Linked DNA regions of Mus musculus: regions 1 and 2 are each linked to region 3. A link is a contact called in public HiChIP or PLAC-seq data. All regions are on one chromosome and are shown on one strand. Each heading gives the region's core, a stretch centred on a gene start, on an enhancer-like site or on the middle of the called end of the contact. The rest is flanking DNA. Distances are from core to core; before and after follow the strand shown.

Region 1 (4,914 bases), core at 1,413-3,912, 380 kb before region 3:
TTTTCCTGGTTCATGGTGCTGGCTCTGAGACTTGGGTCTGCCTGGTTCCATAGGCACAGCTGACGTGGGAACAGGTGACATTCTTTAAATTATTCCTTTAAGCACAGGACTTGCTAGTTTACCCAGCATTCCTCAGTGAGCACCATCCCCACTGTTGAAAGACAGCACTGAGCCTGGGAAAGTGAGAGGCTTGGGGCAGGCCAGGTGCAGGCTCTTTTGCTTGGGGAACATCCCTCCTGTGCGAGAAGCCTCTACCACCCACACTGACTACCACTGGGATCTGTTTGGAGCTGCCAGCTGGCTGTTCCACATGACCCAAGCCTATATATCCATGTTCAGAGACAAGAGCACAACTTCAGTCATTATCCCTTGGACACCATCCACCTTGTTCTTTGATACAGGCTCTCTACCTGGCCTGCTGCTCACTTGGGATAGGGTGGGGGACTTGGCAGGCTGACTGGCTAATGAGCATCATCCACCTGTATCTCCCAGACCTGGGATTTGAGGACACTCCACAACACCCAGCCTTTTTATATGGAGTCTGGGGATTGAACTTAGGTGCTGATACTTGCAAAGTAGTGAAGAACAAGGTACTCTGAGTAAAGTAGCCAACATCTGTTACCTCCTTCCAGCCTAGCAAGGCTGGCTGTGACCATCCACTGCTGCTTAAGCAGAGCCACCTGCTGTGCTGCTCCTTTGATGTGCCACTACCTGCCTGAGGCCCAACCTGCCTGAGGCCTGCACCGGTTCTCTTCCAAGAATTTTCCGGAGTTAACACCGGAACTGTGATGATCTTCGATGATCTTCGAGAGTTCCCACTAAAAGGCTGACCTATCTACTTCAAAGATGTTGCGCGCACTCAACTAGCCAGGAAGAACGATGCTGCAACAGGATCCTTCTGCACACGTTTATTCAGTCCTGTTTCTTCTTGTTTATATCTCCCTTGTTTATATCTCCCTTGTTTATATATCTCCCTTGTTTTTATATCTCCCCCGAACCCTGGGCCTCTCACTCCTTTTATACTCTCTCATCCACGCACAGCAGGCCACGCCGCCTCACCAGGCACGCAGCCTCAGCTAATCAGGGCAGCAGGGGCATATCTCCATCAAATTGGATTCACCGGTATCCTGGTGCACCTGCGCAGCTCTCAAGATGTTTGTGTCTTATATGAGGAAGTCAGGTGCAAGTCATATGACTTAGCTGCAGTCCCTGGCGCCTTTGGGACTGCCGCCACACCCGCTCCCCACACAAAGAAACTTTGCATGGCTAGAGATGGGCCTCCCCTCTTCTTTATAAAGTGTGTTTGCTGACATTATAATTGAACCTTGATCAGAATGACTGTCTTGGTTTCATATTTCTCTCACTCCGCTTAGCTCCCTCTTCTCTTCCAGATTCCAAAATGCCTTCTCAGAACAGAACCTAGACATGTGAACAGCTGGCTGGACACAACAAACATCTTCATCAGATCAGCTGTTCCTGATAGCAGAAGCCCATCCTTACTGCCCAGCTCTGAGCTCGTGTGACCATATTCAGTAATACAACAGTTACCGTTGACCCCCTTATGATACAAATGTGTAAAGGGAGGAAAGCACAGCTTGAATGACGGTTCTACCATCCCACAGCTGCCATGAGGACCAGATATGAGTTGCACCAAACTTTGTACCCTTTGAATCTGCATTTTAATCATCATGACCTGCCACAGGTTCAACAGGGACAAAAGGAATGAGCTTAGGCCTCACTGGGCTGCAGTCAACATGCATGTACACACACACACACACACACACACACACACACACGAGTGTTGTTTGGAAAGCTTACTGGTATGCTGCAAAGAGGCACCTCCAGAGTGATTGTGAAAGTATTTGAATTTTAATTGTGTGTGCTGTATATATATGTGCACATGTGTGATGGTGTGTATACCGGTATGTGGAGGCTAGAAGATACTTGTGGGAGTCAGTTTTCTCTTCTCACCATGTGGATCATAGAAATCAAGTTCAAATTGCCAGGTTTGGCTACAAGGGCCTTTATCTACTGAGCCATCTCTCTAGCCTTCCATCATACTGTTTAAAGTATGATCTCTCTCTCTCTCTCTCTCTCTCTCTCTCAGTCTCTGTCTCTTGCTCTCTGTCTCTCTGTCTCTCTCTCTCCCTCCTCCTTCCCTGCCTCCCTCCCTCCCCACCTCTCTATTTGCACCTGAGGCTCACTGATGTGGCTAGACCAATGGGAACTTCAGGGATACCTGTCCCTGTCCCACCATTTCTGCAATGACAGACGTTACAACGACACCTGGTTTTCACTGCTGTCATTATGGTTTTCAGTAGGGTCTGGAGATTTGAACCCATGTTGTTATGCTTGCCTGATGTGCACTTTAATCTTCCTAGCCTACTTCCTAAGCTTTAATATACTCTAAATCACAAAGGGACCTTATTAAACTATAGGTTTGGATTTGGTCTGTGTGGGTGGGACCTGGGCTTCCAGGCCATGTCTATAGATGAACTCAGCCTGAAGTGGGTCAGAGGAAGATTTCCTGGGGTAGCTAACTGGATCTGGATGGATGCAGGGATTGAGAAAACATAAAGAAGGAAGACAAAATGCCCATTTCAGTGTCACCTAAGGGCCTGGGGACATGGAGGGTCTTTCCCAAACTTCTTCAATTCCCCATAACAGGCAGCTTCCCCACACAACAGTTTCACATGTGAACAGCCTGATATTTAAGCAAAAATCAGTTCTACACTAAGGAGCAGCCGGGTCCCCACAGCCAGGAAACATTGTGCAAATTGAAAAATCATTGCCAAAGGGAAGTTGTATGCATCTCCAGCTAGCTGCCGCAGTTAAATGGGAGCCCTGCTTCCTCCTAGGGGAGAGTTTCTGCTGGCTCCAGGGCTTTGGCCACCTATAAAGCTTAGCAATGGGAAGTAAAGAACTCCTCAAAGAGGAAGACTTCTTGGGCAGCACAGAAGACAGAGCCGATTTTGACCAAGCTATGTTCCCTGTGATGGAGACCTTCGAAATCAATGGTAAAGTATGACTCCCTTGTAATGCAGTTGCCCAGAAACTTAGTCTGTTGGTGGGAAGCAAGAAGAGGCAAGAGCAAAGGAGGGGTAGGTTGGTACCCTGGTGCATTTCCTCCCTGACTCTCACTTGCTAGACTCTGTCCATCTGGACTTTCTGGAAAGCTGACCACAGATGCTGTGCCCTTGGTCTCGAGTCAATTTTTGCTTACAATCTGGTCCTTTTGAAACACTTTCCATTGTCTGGTGCTTGTTAAGGAATGACCCTTCATTAATGAACATCTTATGAGGACACAATGCAGTGTGCATTGAGATGAAAATACAAAGCAAACTCTGTGAAGAAGTCCCTGAGGGCCTGAGAGCCAGCCCACACGGTAGAGGGCTTTGGAGCATGCAGGGTTCAGTCTGCGGCAGAGCATAAACAGGTGATACATGCCCGTGACCTCAGCTGTGGGAGGGAGGGGAGGAGGGATGAGGAGTGCCAAGCCAGCTTTGGCTATTCGGCAACTTAGGGGCTCACCTGGGCTCTGTAAAGTTGTTTCAAAAGGAAAGTCCACAGCACTGAAACCAGAGCTGTCTATATATTTGGCTAGAAGCCCTTTACTCTGTGTTGACCTAAGAGCACACTCTTCATCTTGCTCTCTCTGTCTCTCTGTCTCTGTCTTTCTCTGTCTCAGTGTCTCTGTCTCTCTCACTGTCTCTCTGTCTCTCCGTGTCACTCTTCTTTCTCTCTCTCTTTTTCTCTCTCATTGCACCTGGGGCTCACTGACTGGCTAAACCGATGGCCAGGAATGTCAGCTAAGATAGGCTCTAGCTTCTCTGGCTTCTTTAGCAGTCTGACTCAGATGGAGAACAACCTTCAAATATTTTTAAAAATTGATTACAAGTGTGTGTGTGCACACGCACGCGCGCACATGCGTGTGTCAGTGCATGAGTGGAAAGCAGAACAACTTTAGGAATCAGTCCTCTCTTTCTACCCTGTGAAATTCTGGGATTGAATTCCCAGCTGGCTAGGCTTGATGGAACGTGCTTCTACCCACTGAGCTATTTTACTGGCCCTGGAAAACTGTCTTTTACTCTCTTAGTATTGTATAAGTGATGTATCTTTTGCATCTTCAGGAATTTGTAGCATTTAAAGTCAGGGGTGGACTTGTTCGACATTGGAGAGCTCTGATTTCCCTTTCTAGAGCAATCTATGGGAATCATCTTTTGCAGTGATCAGCTGGAGTTAGAGGGAGTTGAGCCACCCAATGTGGGCGCTGGGACACAAATTCGGGACTTCTGATAGTGCAGTCAGTGCTGTTAACCACGAAGACAGGTCTGCCGCCTCTGTGCCTGGCTTTTTCACATGAGTTCTGGAGCTCAAACTCAAACTAAACAAGGTATCACTGGCTGAGGCTGAAAATTTCACAGGACATCATGGATGTAACCAGGGGTGGAGCCTGAGGTCAGAGGTTATGCCCCTTCTAATGTTGATAGGATGGAAGGAGCTGAGCTAGGAACAAAAATGAGACAGTGGGTGGAGGGGAGGGGTGACACATGTCCCGGTCTCTCTCTCTCTCTCTCTCTCTCTCTCTCTCTCTCTCACACACACACACACACACACACACACACACACACACACACAGATGTAGCTCATGCTGTCCTTCAGAACTGGGAGGAATAATCAGTAGAATTGAGGGTGGGGTGAAGGTTTTGAATCCCATCCTGAGGTTAGTGGGGAGGCTGGAGGTTGAGTGCTCTGGTCTGTAGCTGAGGTTGCTCACTCTGGTAGGTAGAGAAACTGGTGGAGAGAGTAGGTGAGAGCCAGGGTGCTCTGCAGCAAGAGACAACGAAGGCAGTAGCTAGCTGTAAAGAAGCAAAATGAGAGTTGTGGAGAGCTTATCTAGTTAACTGGTAAATT
Region 2 (4,811 bases), core at 716-3,215, 410 kb before region 3:
CTCATGCATACAGGTGTAGTCATATACTTAGACAAGAGACAAATCACTGACCTGGCCTGCATCAGCCAGGGACATCGGGTACCTGAAGGCTTTGAGTGACATACACACTGACATCAGGTGTTACTCAAGGAGGAAGTTTGTGTCAACATGCCACACCATCATTGGCTGTCAACAACTCCCTGTCACTGCTTGGCTTCACTCTGGTCTTTTTCTCTCTCAGTCTTTTCCCTTGTTCCACAAAATAGTTGCATGTTTGTGCAGAACCACAGATGGTGTCAAGGATCCAAAACCGGAAAAGATGAGGAAGTAAGAACGCCATTCTAAAACAGACTTTCAGTCAGCATCATGGACAATGCAGGCTCTGGGCCGAGGACCTGCAGCTGGCATCATTCGTGTCCCGCACCTGGTGTTGCTGGCTTCCTGCTCTATGTACCAAGAAAGGAAATCGGGAAGGTGGAGATGGTGCCTTGGAGAATGTGACCATGTGCACAGGGCATGGAACGGACATCTTGTCGAAATGTTCCTAAACATGGGAAGGGCCTGGGGGAGTTTGTGTCTTTCTAGCCAAGAGTGTCAGCAGAGATAGGGACAGAAAAGCAGCAACTCTGTCACTAGTACTGGGAGAGTCCCTTTTCTCTTAGGGCCCTGCTTTTGTGAGGAAAAGAATTCAAGGACAGGCTAGTGAGAAGCAGTGTTGGAGTCCATTCGTTTATTGTGTGTGTGAGAGTGCAGGCACAGGTGTGCCAGTGGCACATGGAGAGGACAGAGGATAACTTTTGGGAATCAGTTCCCACTGTCACCTGGTGAATCCCAGGCATGGAACTTAAGTTGTCAGGCTGTATGCATCACTTTTACCCACTGAGCCATCTCACCAGCCTGAGTTGCTGTTTCTTGAATATAAAGGGACAGGGGAGTGATTTAACTCTATTTTAAGTAAAATATATTTAAAAATAGGAAGAAAGGTGTTCAGGGGCAGAAGAGAGTCAGAGAGCATGGGTTCAGGCTTTCAAAGATGAGTAGTTGTGAGCTGTTTCTCACTGTGGGTGTGTATAGGGTTTGAGGGCTCCCGAGTTAAAGCTCTAACCCTGATAAAAAGCACCCTTAACATTGCTCAGAGGGAAGTGGGAAGTAAAAGAATTTTCTTGTTATAAAAAGTTGCAAGCTGGTTTTCTGAAGGGTTTTCTTAGATGTCGGGTGAGAGGATCCTCAGCATTACTAGGCCATTTGAGGTCACAGATAAACACAGGTTTTATGATCTTTGGTGGTGAGGTCTTTAGGACAACATGTGCTGTCTCAGTCGGCAATTTGGACATTATCAGCGGTGTCCAAAGCCCCCTGACTTCCTCAGCAGGAAGGAGCAAGTGAAGCCCAGGGTGGCCTTTTCCTTTCCCGTGTCCCCATGACTTTCCCCTGTGTTCCTCTCCTGCCTCAAGAGGACAGTGACAGGCCTGGTTGTTCCACCAGGCTTGCCCACCGCCTTCTGTGGCCCATGACATCATGATGAGCTTTGCGGACTGAGCAGCAGCTGAGTTCTGAAGCCTCAGCAGCTTCTGCTTTCTCTCTGAGCCCCTGTTCCTCTGTGAGGTGGGTTTGCATACATCTTTCCTGCTGATGTGCCTGGCTCACAGGCTGTAGCCACAGCGTGCCCACAAACCTCAGGGACAGTCCCCATCAGCATCCACTAATGCTCTGGAACTCACAAGGGAGATCCCTAAAGAGGAGAGCTACCGTTTTTATCGTCATGGTGAAACCATCTCACTCTGACCCCTCCCTCTCACTGCCCCCATCCTTAACCCCCATTCTGTTCCCCCCACTCTTATCCCCCATGCTGACCCCTCTACTCTGAACCCTGACTCAAACACCCTTACCTTTACTATCTTAATTTGAAGATCTCCTTTGACCACCTCACTATGACTGGAAGTAAAGGCCAGAGGAGATGGATGGACCTAGCTTTGCTCTGAGCCCTGGAGAGGCTGTCTGAACTGTCTAGTCACTCTGCATGGTTGCCTGCCTCCTTGCCAGAGTAGAAGCCCCTAGAGAAGACCAGGAGGCATTGCAATGCTCTCTCTCTCTCTATCTCTCTCTCTTTCTCTGTCTCTCTGTCTCTCACATAAACACACACACACACACACACACACACACACACACACACACACACACACTGCACGGGGATGGTTCTTGCTGGCTACTGAAGAATTGAGAAGTTGGGAAACTCGAGGAAGAGGAGGCTCCTGGATATTGTCCTCTGGCCCCATGAGAGGCCACTCCTACTTCCCCTGTTCTTTCTAAAGTTTGACTCTTGAAATATGAAAACCCAACCATGAGTCTGCAGATTTTTATTTATGCAAGTGAGGAGTTTCCAAGCCCATGATTTTATTTTGACCCAAGCTGAGGTGGAGAATCTACAATAGAAAATCACTTCTCTGTTCCAGATTACACCAGCCTTGACCCTGCCTGAGACAAGGCCAGTCTTCTCGCAGGCTAGGGTCTTGGACTGAGGCAGAGGGAAAAGGTGAAGGCAAGACAGAAAAAAATTATCAAAGTGGAAGACCCAGTGGGGATATTTCCAGCACAATATGATGCTGTAATTGGGAGCCACAGGAAAACAGGCCATGCTTGCTTATGACCTCTAAGGGGATGGCCAGAGTTTGTCCAGGCTTCTTGTCGTGAGCACTGCTTCAAAAGAGTCCTTGTACCCACATCAAAAAACATAGCACAAATGCTTTCTTAGACATAAGGCCAAATTGCTCATCAAAAGAGGTTTAGAGACCCCCGCCCCCCCCCAGCATCTCAGTCATGAGAATGACCTCTTACCTGTTTATTCCCCCCCAGCATCTCAGTCATGAGAATGGCCTCTTGCATGTTTATCCCCCACACCAGCATCTCAGTCATGAGAATGACCTCTTACATGTTTACTGCGCCCCCAGCATCTCAGTCATGAGAATGGCCTCTTGCATGTTTATCCCCCCCCCCCAGCTTCTCAGTCATGAGAATGACCTCTTACATGTTTATTCCCCCCCCCAGCATCTCAGTCATGAGAATGGCCTCTTGAATGTTTATCCCCCCCCCCCCAGCGTCTCAGTCATGAGAATGACCTCTTACATGTTTATCCCCTCCAGCATCTCAGTCATGAGAATGGCCTCTTGCATGTTTATCCACCCCACCGCCCAGCATCTCAGTCATGAGAATGACCTCTTACATGTTCACTCCCCCCCACCCCCAGCGTCTCAGTCATGAGAATGGCGTCTTTTACTCAGATGTTTGGGCCAGCTTTTTGTTCTTTGTATCCCAACATGTTCAAAACTGGAAGCCCTATCTTTTATGACTCATTTTTTTTTTACCCTGAAAAAGCATTTTTGTCCATTTTCCTACTTTTAGTTGTGCTCTTTACATGTGGAGATGTCATTTGCAAAAAATGTTTTTTTTTTTCTTAATGGAGATGGAATACATGTGTCATGAGAGCAGAAGGGGTGATGATTTGGGGGAAAGGAAACCAGGAAAAGGAAGGCAAGGACCAGGGAGGAGAACAATGGCGTAGCAGGGTGGATTGAGACAACGTATAATGACACACCTATTTGAAAATGTCAAGATGAAAACCATTGCTTTGTTTAAAATTTATTCTTAATTTATCATATTTAAAACAAAACTTCCTATCTCCCTATCTGGCTAGCTGGAACTTTGATGTGGTCAATGTTCCTGGTTGGAAATTTCTTTCATATTCCTATAGTCAGATCATCTCTTTTACATCTGACTTGTGTGCCTTTTTATTTATTCATTTATCTATTGTAACAGGTTGCTGACCAATCGCCCCAATGTAATTTATTAAAAGGGTCCAAACACACACACACACACACACACACACACACACACACACACACACACACCCCTGCAAAACATTTTTGTTAGTATTTTTAATGTACTTATTTTAATGTACATTAGATTCGTAAATTCATGTAGGAACAGTTGACAGCATTTTAACATTGTTTCTTTTTACCCAAATCATTAATTTACATTGTGGGGAAACCGTTCTCTTTAAGGTCTCAATCTACCATGGCCGAATAGCTCCTCTGAGCTCAGTGCAAAATGGAGGAATCCCTTTTCCAGCAGGGATTCCTTTTCTCTGACTTTATCCCTGGAGCCTGACCTGCCACACCCTCTACCTGGGGAAAGTTGAATAGCCCTTGGAAAACCTACAATTTCAACCCTCCCACTCCCACCCCAGTAAGAATCCACTCAGCAAGTAACTGAGATTCCTGGAATGCCTCTCCATACACATGAGGCATTTCAGGGCTTTAAACTCCAGTCAATGATTTCCATTTACCCTGAAAACTCCTTCCCACTCTTCAGGGTCCATACATAGCACTGGTTTGCTCCTAATAAAGTATATGTGAGCTCCCCACAGACCACTAGAGACCACCAAGAATCCAATTTGTATGCAAAAGCAAAGAGTCTTTATTCAAGATTGAGCTCAGACCCTCCATCCTCTCAGTGGGTGGATATGGAATGTCCCGAGCTGGTGAAGCCCAATCTCTCTGGCATGACCAGGACCCTGCAGACCCCACCCACTTCAACCATGTAAACAGCATCATCTGGATCCTAAGAGAGAGGAAGTGGGGGATGTGGAACCACAGCTGTATCCCAAACATGCTTCATTTGAATTTGGAAAAATTGAAAAAGTATTTATTTTAGTTTTTACTCCCCCAACCCTGAAAATACATTTCTCTCTCTCTCTCTTTCTTTCTTTCTTTCTTTCTTTCTTTGTTTCTTTCTTTCTTTCTTTCTTTCTTTCTTTCTTTCTTTCTTCCTTCCTT
Region 3 (4,536 bases), core at 1,865-4,364:
AGATGGTAGGCGGCCAGTGCATGGTGAGCTCTGCTCTCCTTAGCTCAGGGACAGGAGAGAGCAGACAGTAGAAACATGACATCATAACAAGAGTTATGATGAGAGTCCTTCATGAGGACATGAGCAGGCTGAGGACCCCATCATTACTCAAGATTATGAAAACCAATGACCTTTTCCAGTTTTGCAGAAAGTTGTAAGTCAAAAAACTTCATGACTTGCCCCAAAGCATTTTTTTTTATCATGTGTGTCCATGGACTGTGTGTATGCATACAAGCTCATGCATGACACAGCACACACATAGCAGTCAGAGAGCACTTTTGTGGACTTGGTTGTCCCCTTCCGCCTTTATACGGGTTCTGAGGGTTACACTCACATTGTCAGGACAGCAGGGCAAGGGATCTCCCGGCTGAGCCATCTTGCCAATCCCTGCAGTTTACTTTTAAAAATTAAATTCCAAATGCTGAAAAGGCTCAGACAATAAAGTGCTTGCCACACAGGCATGAAAATCTTTGAGTTCAATTTCTACAAACCATGCAAAAACAGTCAGGCATGGTGGCATGCAGTACCTGTGCTGGGGAGACAGAAAAAGAAGGGTCCTTGGGGCTCACCGGCCCAGACAGTCTAGCCTGCTTACTTGGTAAGTTCGAGGACAACGGAGTCACTGTCTCCAAAACAAATGGAAGGCACTCAAGGAATAATAGACCAAGTTTTTCTAAGGCCTCCAAATGCCATCCTAGCTCCCTGGGGAAGAAGCACGAAGGGCAGGCTTAGCAGTGACGTTCCCATAGCTGAGACACCAACAAAGAGTTGCTGAGCAGCAAGGGAAGGAGGCACAAGGTGTGCTGAGAAGCATGGCCTCAGGCTCTCTGACACGGTGCCTGGGAAACTCTACAAGGATACCTTCTTTTGTCCCCTCTGGCTCAAGAGAGCTTAGCTCCCAAGGGTCCACACCCTTCAGCATGTCCCTCACCTCCTTGAAATAATTTTTGTACCCTCATCTGGAACCACTACCTGGAATTAATAAAGTGAGTTATATTCCTACAAGCAACCAACAACTCAACCTGGAACTACATACAGACTGGCATACTACATACATACAGACTACATACAGATAACGGCAACATGCCCACGGATCCACTGACCGCATGGGAGTCCAGTCAAAGCTCTGTGGAGTCACTTCCTCTTTCAGAAGTGACAAAGAAAACATCGACATTTTTTATACTTCACAGGCAATTTCTCCAAACTCACCTCCAACATTTTTGTTACTTTTGCTTTCTAAGCAAAGTGACTTACAAACTAACAAATCTACCTGTGTTCCCTGCAATTAAAGTTCTCCTTCCCAAACACTCCACAAAACATGACCGAAGCTGCTGGTGACATCTGAAGGCTCGGACTTAAGTTTTCTACTTTTGCGGGGCTGGGAATGGAACCCAGGATCTCACATATACTAGGCAGACAGACTCTCTCCAGCACCGAGCAGCAGCCCTAGCCCTGCCTTTGCAAACCACTACAGCTGTGATGAGGGGGCAGGTAGACAGGGTGGCAAACTGTGGCCCAGGCCTCTGGCCACACATTAGGAAGTGAGAAGAGACTATCTCCCTTTTGTAATGACCTCCAGAGAATTTTCTATCACCCCTCTCTTTCACCTTTGTATCCATTGCCAGAAAGTTCTTTCAGCCCTCTAAATCCTCCCGCCCACTTGTGCTGTCGCCCTTCCTCCTTCTCCCATGGAGCCAAGGCCCCTATAGCACCATCACCTCTGTTGAAAAGTCCCCTCCCCACCCCATGACTCCATCAGAATGACTGCCTGCATGCCCAAAATGAACAACCTCTGCCATCACCTATTCAGCTTACTTCGTTCTTACTTCTGCAGCTCTGTCGTGTTTTACTTAGTTGTACTTCCTCATTGCCCCGCTGTAGTCTTTTGTCCCGGGACACATATTCTTGGATTTGAATGCCGTCTAAACTCAACCCTCTGAACCTGCTGTGCACTCCTAAGCATGTTCTCCCTAACACTCTGGGTTTTCTCAATTTCTCTGACCTCCGTGTCTAGCTTAAAAGGCATAACTTAGGCAGAGGCAGGCGGATTTCTGAGTTCGAGACCAGCCAGAGCTATACAGAGAACCCCTGTCTTGAAAAACCAAAAAAAAAAAAAAAAAAAAAAAAGGCAAAACTTTTCCCCAGTCTCCTCTCCCCAGTGGATGTCAACATTTTCAGCTTGTCTGTCCTGTGGGTTTTTTACCTCAAACTTTTAATATAATTGTCCTCAAGCTTCCTTCCGAATCAGTTTTAAATTATTTCACTAATGAGACTAAGAATTCAAAGACCTCAGTGTCCACAGTAACTCCTGCTTACTCCTGCTTCTGCTAGAATGCTCCTTCCGACTTGCAGGACTCGCTCAAACAGCATCTTCTCCCCAACCCCTCTCCACACACATCAGTTATAACTTCCAACTCTTTACTTTTTAAACTAAATCAACTATGAACCCACTATAAGACGCTGCAAAGTAGCAAAGATTCGTCTGTTTGTCCTCTGCTGCGTGTCCAAGGTCTAGGAGTCGGCAAGCATCAGGTCACGTGTTTAAAAACCATTTGAAAAGTTATTCACTTAACCAAGGCTCGATGGGCACCTCTTCTTGTGCAAGTTTGTTATATCACATTGTCTCCGCCTTTATAAAGCACTGATGGAACACAAGACTGCGTTAGGGGTGCAGGACCGACAAGTATGGGCAATGTCAAAGAATATGCCAGAAGTTCAGAAGAAAAGGCCTAGATATGGACTTGGTCCAGCGGGCCACCATTGCGCTGTGCACCGGGGATTCTTCCCTGGATTTTCCGAAAGGGGTCGGGGCATCCCATTTTCTAGTCGGATAATTTACTCAACCAGCGATGCAACTTCCGGCCTCTTTCCAATCCGCATGAGAGTTAAAGGGAAAGAATCATACTGATTTCTGCTCTCCTCCCGCAGCACCCCATTTCACGCGTTCTCAGTGCCTGCTAGCTCCTGCCCAACTGCCCTGACGGAGAATGTCCCGTCCGTCCCTTCCCCCACGGAAAAAAAAAAAAAAACGAAACGCGTCCCACCTGCTCCCAACGTGCCCCGCGGCTCCTCCCCGCGCGTGCGCAATAAACTCCCTCTTGGGTCCGGGAAGGGTTGGAGCGCTCCGCTAGGATGGACACGCCCCCGAAAGCAGATCCGACTTCTGATTGGCTGCTGCCGCTCGCCCGAGCTCAGTTGGAACGCCGGGGTTGTGCTTTTAAAGGCGCTAGCTGGTGCGCTCTGTGACTTGATTGCTGCTGCTTCTGAGCTTGCTCCCGCGCTTTCGGCATCCGTATCACCTCACCAGTATGTCTCAGGTACTGCGTGTGCCCCGCCGGGCTGCGAAGATGCTGTGGGTTTGGGGACAGCCGGGTCTATTTCCTCAGATATCCCGCAGCTCTTCTGGGATCCGAGCCCAGCTCATAGCCTGGGGAGCGGAACTTTTTCCCTTGCAGATATGTAAAACTGCCACCCACGCCGGAACTGCCAGAGAGTTGCCGGTGGGCTGAACTCCTGGGTGAAGCAGGAACAGGGTCCTCGAAAGAAAGATGGGGCGTAAGAGGGAAGGAAGGACAGGGAAGATTGAATCCCACACTGGGAAGAACCGAATGGAATAGAGGGGCACTCATACAGGCCCTGGCTGAAGAGCCTGGAGGTCGGGGAAGGTATTTAGTCTTGTGCCTGGCCTGCCCCTGTACAGAAGAGATGTGAGTAGGTGAGGTGGTCCAGAAGCCTTTTCCTTCCCTCCAGTGGAGACCACTACCGAGGACTGAGCCCTGTAGGGCGATCTCTGACTCCTCCCACTTGCCTCTCCCTAATCTGGGCACTGGGACAGAGGTCAACGCTGAACTCCAGGCCCCTGTAGGAAGGGACCAGCTGGCTCCAGACACTGGATTCCACCGCATTCCTCTCCTGAACTCTGATCGACTGTTTTGATCACACCACGTTTCCCCTTACTGCCCAGTCAATCTCCGCTGATCATAGGTCGGGCTTTACTGGAACCCCAGCAATTGTTGGATCTGGGCCAGTGGTGGCCCAGGCAGTTAGTTGGGCAAGAAAATTTTCAAGGGCGTGCACTTCCACTGTGAGCCAAAACTATTCCCAGCACTTGACACAGTGCTGTAACTGCTTGAGTGGACAGGTGGGCCTTAGGGAATCCTGGCAAGAAGAGGGAATATGGGAGGCATCCCTGGGCCTCTCCCACTCAGGCAACCTACATCTCGTTCCTCTCCCTCTCCCTCACTCTTAGGCTGAATTTGACAAAGCCGCTGAGGAGGTGAAGCGCCTCAAGACTCAGCCAACTGATGAAGAGATGCTGTTCATCTACAGTCACTTCAAACAAGCTACTGTGGGCGATGTAAATACAGGTATGCCCAGCTTCTCATCAGAGCGGGCCAAGTTGGCTCGGCAGCCCGGGAGTCTGAGAACTTCGCCTTCCGACTGCCAGAGGCAGGCTGTGATGACAGAACATTGGTATGGAGACCTTAAGCTGAGAGA

Evidence for each region. HiChIP or PLAC-seq counts read pairs in DNA pulled down with a chosen protein or histone mark.
Region 1: a contact with region 3 is called in an H3K4me3 HiChIP or PLAC-seq map of bone marrow-derived macrophages, with 2.7 times the contacts expected there. The contact joins the promoter of Marco here to the promoter of 3110009E18Rik in region 3. A contact is called at or near these places in 2 of 115 datasets of contacts at active chromatin or transcription factors (bone marrow-derived macrophages and pro-B cells).
Region 2: an H3K4me3 HiChIP or PLAC-seq map of bone marrow-derived macrophages shows a contact between it and region 3, with 2.5 times the contacts expected there. The contact joins the enhancer-like site here to the promoter of 3110009E18Rik in region 3. A contact is called at or near these places in 7 of 39 promoter capture datasets (the 3T3-L1 cell line, embryonic stem cells, hippocampal neurons and 2 more), 1 of 15 datasets of contacts at CTCF or cohesin (embryonic stem cells), 6 of 115 datasets of contacts at active chromatin or transcription factors (the NIH/3T3 cell line, VIP interneurons, bone marrow-derived macrophages and 3 more) and 2 of 9 other capture datasets (embryonic stem cells and liver).

The regions. Positions count from the first base shown.
Region 1 is chr1:120,502,772-120,507,685 of GRCm38.p6, reverse strand. Marco (macrophage receptor with collagenous structure) reads left to right here and starts at 2,662. Exons shown (of 17, transcript NM_010766.3): 1 at 2,662-3,017. The coding sequence starts at 2,909.
Region 2 is chr1:120,529,470-120,534,280 of GRCm38.p6, reverse strand. No RefSeq gene overlaps it. Among named protein-coding and RNA genes, the nearest start is that of Marco, 27 kb to the right of the region's middle. Within about 2 kb of position 1,965, at least 29 of the 459 cell types and tissues checked have an H3K27ac peak or open chromatin away from gene starts, as enhancers often do. A contact at or near this core is called in bone marrow-derived macrophages, where this site is marked.
Region 3 is chr1:120,119,765-120,124,300 of GRCm38.p6, reverse strand. 3110009E18Rik (RIKEN cDNA 3110009E18 gene) reads right to left here and starts at 3,114. Exons shown (of 6, transcript NM_028439.2): 1 at 3,084-3,114. Dbi (diazepam binding inhibitor) reads left to right here and starts at 3,205. Exons shown (of 4, transcript NM_007830.4): 1 at 3,205-3,356; 2 at 4,289-4,406. The coding sequence starts at 3,348.